Linked DNA regions of Rattus norvegicus: region 1 is linked to region 2. A link is a contact called in public Hi-C data. All regions are on one chromosome and are shown on one strand. Each heading gives the region's core, a stretch centred on a gene start, on an enhancer-like site or on the middle of the called end of the contact. The rest is flanking DNA. Distances are from core to core; before and after follow the strand shown. Region 1 has its middle 94 kb from the start of RGD1563049. Region 2 has its middle 55 kb from the start of RGD1563049.

Evidence for each region. A called contact is a pair of places that touch in the nucleus more often than the background predicts.
Region 1: a Hi-C map of Schwann cells shows a contact between it and region 2, with 2.2 times the contacts expected there. The contact joins two enhancer-like sites. A contact is called at or near these places in 3 of 12 Hi-C or Micro-C datasets (Schwann cells, frontal cortex and mammary epithelial cells).

What each region holds. Positions count from the first base shown.
Region 1 is chr5:138,846,046-138,849,374 of GRCr8, forward strand. It overlaps a transcript of Hivep3 not described here. Among named protein-coding and RNA genes, the nearest start is that of RGD1563049, 94 kb to the left of the region's middle. Within about 2 kb of position 1,601, at least 45 of the 93 cell types and tissues checked have an H3K27ac peak or open chromatin away from gene starts, as enhancers often do. A contact at or near this core is called in Schwann cells, where this site is marked.
Region 2 is chr5:138,806,656-138,809,998 of GRCr8, forward strand. It overlaps a transcript of Hivep3 not described here. Among named protein-coding and RNA genes, the nearest start is that of RGD1563049, 55 kb to the left of the region's middle. Within about 2 kb of position 1,831, at least 40 of the 93 cell types and tissues checked have an H3K27ac peak or open chromatin away from gene starts, as enhancers often do. A contact at or near this core is called in Schwann cells, where this site is marked.

The DNA.
Region 1 (3,329 bases), core at 351-2,850, 39 kb after region 2:
GGTCCAGCATGTTAGAGATGTCTGCTCGACTTTAGGACTACAGAGCATCACACATCTCCCCATTTTAAAAAAGCCCCTTTTCTGGAGCTATTCACTTTCCCAATGTTGCCATAAGCCCGAGGCTCTCTTGTGGTAAGCAAGGCCACAGGGAACTGTATTGATGACCCTTATTAAATTGTAGTTGTCATACAGGATTTCTGGGCTGCATTCCATGCCCCATCTTCTGTTTAATTAGCCATGTGACCTTGGCAGGGTGGAGGATGCCTAGGGGCCAAGCGAGCTGCCGTGAATGACTTCTGTGACATTCCAAGGTCAGTGGGACCTGGGGTCCAGAGACACAATGGACCCTTCAGCCTAGGTCTCTGGGCCCAAAGAGAAAGGTGTGCCTTGAGCCCTTTGGTAGCACATAGGTGCTTCTAACTCAGAGTCATAGCTGGAACAGGTCTCATCGGAGATATGAAAGGAGGTGGGAGGGGCTCAGGGAAGGCACTGCAGCAGGAGATGGCGGGAGATCAAGCTAGGCACCTGCTCAGTGCCCATGATCCCTCAGACTTCCTGATGTCACCCTGTATTCCACCTGGCCAAGGGGAAACCAGGTCAAGCCACACGGCTCGTGAATAGGACCTTCCCAGTAGAGGTGGATAAGATTCTAAAGTCTGTGCCACTAAGTGGGCGTCCTCACTGAGGAGCCAGGAGTAAGAGCCTCAGTTCTTCCCAGCAGAGTTCATGGCTGGTATCCAAGGAAACAATGAGGTTGGACACCAGGTCTGAGAGGAGACAGTAACCAAGGTCAAAGGCACCTCAGCCAACCCTGTGTGGAGAAAGGCAGCACTGTGGCTCTTCCTTTGCCTCGGGACTGCTCAAGAACACTGGCTCAGTCTTCTTTGAGCATCCACTCAGGGGAGAAACCAGCATGGCTCTGGAAATGCTGGTCTTCACACCACGTATGCCTGTAATGGATGTCTGATGTAGACTGAAGCTGGAGCATAACCTAGAGCTCAGCCCTCAGATTACAGATGAGAAGTGCATCTCGAGATACCTTGCAGGTGGCACAATGTCACCTGGCCAGGTGTGGCCCGGTTTCTAGTGGTACGAAGAACTAGGTGAGCTAGGACATCAGGCACCTGCCACAGTTTTATGAGAGCAGAGATGGGCACCACCGCAGCTGGGCTGTGTTACACAGGACAGCCACCATGAAGGCTCAGAGCCTGGGCTCTAGGGTGGAGTTTAGCACTCCTCCACAGCCCACAAAGGGTCTAGGTGACATTCACAGGCTCACAGATGCTGTACTTGGTACCTAGCGGCTCACAGAGAGGGGCCTCCTTGGAGACAGTGTCTCCTAGCACAGCAGTCTACAAATCATTTCCACGAGCTGTCACTTTGACAGTGAGGCTAAGTTGGGTCTGATTCAATGTTGTCTTGTCCCCCTCTCCCTGCTTTTCTCTCCTCCTCTCCTGCTTGCTTTTTTTCCCCCCTCCAGCCTCCACTTATTGGAAGCAAAACCTCCCAGTGCATGAATGGCAGGCAGGCAGGGAGGGAGGGAGGCTCCAAGACAAAGAGCCGACTTTGTCTGGCGGTGAATTTAGAGAGCATGTGGGTGGTTGTGGAGCAGCACAGACTTCCTTCATCTGCTGTCACCCAGCTCCCTTCGCGTCGGCGGAGAAGGAGAGATGGGCTTCATTCTCCAGCAATGCCTGAGTCCCAAATTACAGGGCTGAAGAGAGCCACGCAGCGCTCCAACCCCATGAGAGAGGAGGGAAGCATGATGGGAGATAGAGGAAGGATAGGATTGGGGCTTGGTTGCTTCTATCCGAATGAGCTCCAAGATGGGACTGGCATGGGTAGCCGAGGCTTAGCTCCAGACACCCCACAAAGCCCCATACAGGTGGGGTCAAGCTTCCCCATAGCTAGGAGATGGTGACTCCTTCCTTATAACGATGTCAAATAGATTAAGTCAAACAAGGAATGTGGTCTCCATGCCTGTCCTCATCATAGTGATCGACATTACCTCTGTCATCCTCACCACTATCACAAATGCTGACATAGGTTACTGTGTGTCAGATATGCCCCAAGGGCTCATGATGGTAGGATTCCAAGCAGTGGGTGCTGCCTAGAAGCTACTGGTGGCTAGCTTCCAGTTTCTGCTTTGTTAGCAATGTGGGGCACAACATGACTTTCTGAGGCTTAAGTCTTTTTTTTGTAAATTAATTTCATTTTTATTTCATTTATTGTGGGGACACATGCCCCAGTGCATGTGTGGAAGTGAAAGAAGAGTTGTATGAATCTGTTCTCTCTTTCTCCATGTGGGTCCAAGGAATCCAGCTCAGGATTTTAGGCTCCCTGACAAAAACCTCTACCCACTGAGCAATCTTGCCTGCCCTGGGCCTTAGGTTTCTCATTAGTTAAAGGAGGCTTAAACTACTCTACTTTCCAAAAGGAGTTCTTGTAGATGTAGTTATGTTGGAGACCCCAGAATGCTTGAAAGAGATCTTCATCCTGCAAATGACTGAGTACAGCGTAGTTGATTCTGGAGCAGATCGGCCAATGCTCAGCTGATCTCATGGAAGGACACCACAAGCACTCTAGCCTCTGGTTTTGTGTGTGTTTGTTTTCTTTTGTTTTGAGACAGGGTTGTAAATACCTCAGGCTGGTCTAGAACTCTCCATCCTCCTGCCTTGGCCTCTCAGAGTTCTGGGATAGCAGGTGTGTGTCTAGATCAAACCTCTTCTTCACACTCCTCAATTTAAATGCTTTAGTTACTGTTTTCTGCCACAGGCATGGTCCTCAACTCCCTTCTCATCCTCCACTCTAGAGACTCGGCAACATTAACCATCATGTCAGTGAACATTTTCCTCTTCTCACAGGCTGCCAGATGCCATCAGTTTGCCCCGGATGAGGCTCCCTGTCACCACCACCTGCCCAGCCATGCTGAGCCTTCCCTTCTCTTTCTTGGAGTACAGCATCTTCCCTGTAATTTTTGGCTCCCTCTCTACTCCAATGCTGACTAGATTGGGGGTCTGGATGTCTTTCTAAGTTATGCGCATGGCCCACAGCTTCTCTGTGCCATACCCCTCAGCATGGGGTGAGTGGCCATCAATGGTGTCCAACACCAGCCTGGCCCTGATCCAGAAGCATTTACCCAGAGCTGACTCTTTGTTCAGTCACTCTTACCTTCTCTGGGCCACATGTTCTGTGCTCTGTAATGCCAACTGATTCCTTAATTCTACCTGGGGCACTAATCCATTTTGCAGGTGTAAAATTAACCTGAAGTTCAGAGAGATTAACTGGAGGGCAAAGGCCACCCAGCCAGCACATGATGGGGCCTTAAT
Region 2 (3,343 bases), core at 581-3,080:
ATTGAGAAAGACACTTGACATTGACCTCTGGCCTCTGCACTTGGATTCACAGGTTTAGGCACTTGTACACACACACACACACACACACACACACACACACACACAGAGGGGGAGGGCATGCAGACAGACAGACAAACACAGAGACATACATACACATACAGAAACACACACAGGCACAGACACTCATCCAGACACATACACACTCTCATACAGAAACACACACAGATGTATATACACACAGAAAAATACACACAGAGACAGATACACACACACACACACACACACACACACACACACCCCAAATACAAATAAATACACTTGCCCCTCTATTTATGAGCCTGTCTGTGCTGAGATGGTGGATACTAAAAAACATTTTCTGCATACACAGTGGTGTGGAGGAGACATGGAAATGTGAGAGGCCTGACTCCAGGCCACACACTTGTCAGTCAAGTGCCCCAGCCAGAGGTGGGATTACACCTATCCATGCTGTTATATTCTCTCCTGGACCCTTACAGTTTGGAAAGTTTCCATCGAATCTGGGCAAATGCCCAGAGTATGTGTGTGAGCTTTCCACTAGCCTAGATGTCAGAACTGTGGGTCAGGAGTGGTTGCTTTCTCTGTAGGGTGCCAGCTCTCACACTTGGATTGCCCAGTGGAGATATAACATGAGTCACAGATGCAAACTGCATGTATACTTTTAAATGCTCTGGTAGTCACATTAAAAAGAGTAGAAGGAACTGTTTGAACCTAATTTTAATACTACATTTTCCTTAATGGAATATACCTAAAGTGTGTGTTGCTTCTCTACGTGGTCAATATGAAAACTCACCCAAGCTCACACTGTTCGTTCCCTATTAAACACTTGAAAACCACTGTGTACTTTAGAAGGACATGTAGCCAGCTACATTTTCATAGCCATGGGTAACTAATGGCTCTCTCACAGGGCGTCACTAGCAGGAGAAGCAGGTCTTTGGCTTCCCCCAAAGACACTATTCTGGCAGCAGAGCTGCCTCTCAGTGTTCTAGTTGCCCAGAGCAACAAGGCCTGAGTGGGTCACGTGCTGGGTGCCCCTGCCTGACCCAGAATCCCCATCTTTCTCTGCCTGTTCCCAGCAATGCAAGGCAGCCTTCTACTTTGAAGTCCTAGAAACCCCAAGGAGTCTGATTCTAAATCCAAGAATAGACTGTGGCCATAGCCCCCAGCCCCCAACACACGTCATTTAGAAGAACTCATTTCTGTCACCCGGGGCATCTAGCCACTTGCCCTGGCAGCCCACAGGTAAGACAATGACTTACACCAATTTTGAATTCACCTTTCTTCCCAAGAGAATTTTGCCCTCTATGGGCTTTGGGCAAGCCCCTTCCATTCTGAAGAAGAAACCCCCCATTCATGATGTTGCCAGCAAGAGAATACTGTGCTCATAAAACAGGACTCACCTAGTGACCAGTACTGGATAGCTCTGGCATTTTCTTACAGCCCAGGGCTCTGGACACTTGGAAGAAAAAACATGGTGTGTGTGTGTGTGTGTGTGTGTGTGTGTGTGTGTGTGTGTGTGTGTGTGTGTGTGTGTGTAGTAACTGGAGTATCCTGAAAAAGCCCCGAGGCTGCCCCTGCCTTCATAACTCCACAGCCCTCCTGCGAGCTTGGCCTGCCTTTCTCCCTCCCACTCTCTTTTGTTAAGTGGCACAAGGAGATGTTATTTATTGTACCTTTCTGACAAGTAAAAGCCATTGCTCTGATTTACAACTCGGCCGCCCCCTCTCTTGAGTCAGTGTGTGATTCATCTCCTTAACGTGATACTTCCGAAGCGTGTGGCTCACTCTCAGGATGAGTGGAACAGCCTTTTCTGCCAGACTTCTCCTCAGGCCTTTAGCTGCCCTTCCTGGCACACCATGCCCAGCCAAGATCCAGCCATGGTTCTCTGCTGCAGAACTTGATGTTTTCCTCCCAGCAGTGGCTCTGTCCCATACTGACCTCCCAAGAAAATTAGTCAGGGCCTTGGGGAGCTCCTGAGTCAGAGTCAGCGCAAACCCCAGATGCAGTTTGGATGGGGGCGGGGGAGGTCAGGCTTGGAAACCATCACTGGATTACTCTGCAGACCTGTCAGAGTGAGGGGACTGAGCAGAAGCCTGGAGCCACCCACCCTCCAGGCTGTGGTTTGTGACCTGGCTTCACAATTCCAAAATCTCCCAGCAGGCTCCAAGCTCTGGAGTCCACCTACTTAACTCCTCACTCACTCACTCACTCATTCATTCAACAGCCTTCAACTCCCTTCTGAGCTTGTGCTGCCTAAATTGTGACAAAACATAAGTAGCAATGATTACATAAGCCATTTTGAGCTAACTCAATGACATTAAAAAACATTCACATGTGGGCTAGAGGGATGGTTCAGCAGGTAGAGTGCTTGGTCTGCCAAGTGGGAGGCTCTGAGTTCAGTTCCCCAGAGTTCCAAAGGCTGAGCATGGCTGTGCATGCTGTGGTAACCCAGCCTCCTGGAGGCGGAGACATGCAGATCCTGAAAGCTTGCTAGCCTGCCAGCATAATTGAAACAGCAAGCTTCCAGTTCAGGGAGAGAGAGGCCCTGTCTCAAAGCAGAAAGGCAGAGGCTCATAGAGATGCCTGACATCCTGCTGCAGCTTCTTTCTGTATGTGTGCACAGGTACACCCACCCATACACTCACATGCATGTACCACCTACAAATATACCACAGACACACATGCACACTTACATGCATTCACACACTCACATGTACACTTACACACATATATACTTATACATTCGCACAGGCTCACATATGTATGTACTCACACAGACATGTGATCTATACACATTCATACACTCATATTCACACATGCACACACATTCACACTCACATACCCACACATACACATTCACACACAGGCATTCACACTCTCACACATACATTCACACATACACATATGCATGCATGCTCACGCTCATGTACATGCATTCACATTGATTCTGTCTCTGTCTCTCTGTCTCTCTCTCTGTCTCTCTCTCTGTCTCTCTCTCTGTCTCTCTCTCTCCCTCTCTCTGTCTCTCTCTCTCTCTCTCTCTCTCTCCCTCTCTCTCTCTCCGTCATGCAACCATCACCACCATCTTCAGAACTTTTTATCTTTCCAGACTCTGAAACTCTAACCCAATCCTCCTGCCCTCCACCCCTCATAGCTGCTGTTCCGTGTGCGCATGTCTGTGAACGCGGCTTCCCAGGTGCCTTGCACAGGTGGGATCATCTGCCAGCATTTCCCTGCCAGAGTCTAGCACAGCATAGTCCAATCCAAGCTCTGACTTGACAGGACTGGGAAGAGACCCTCAACAAAG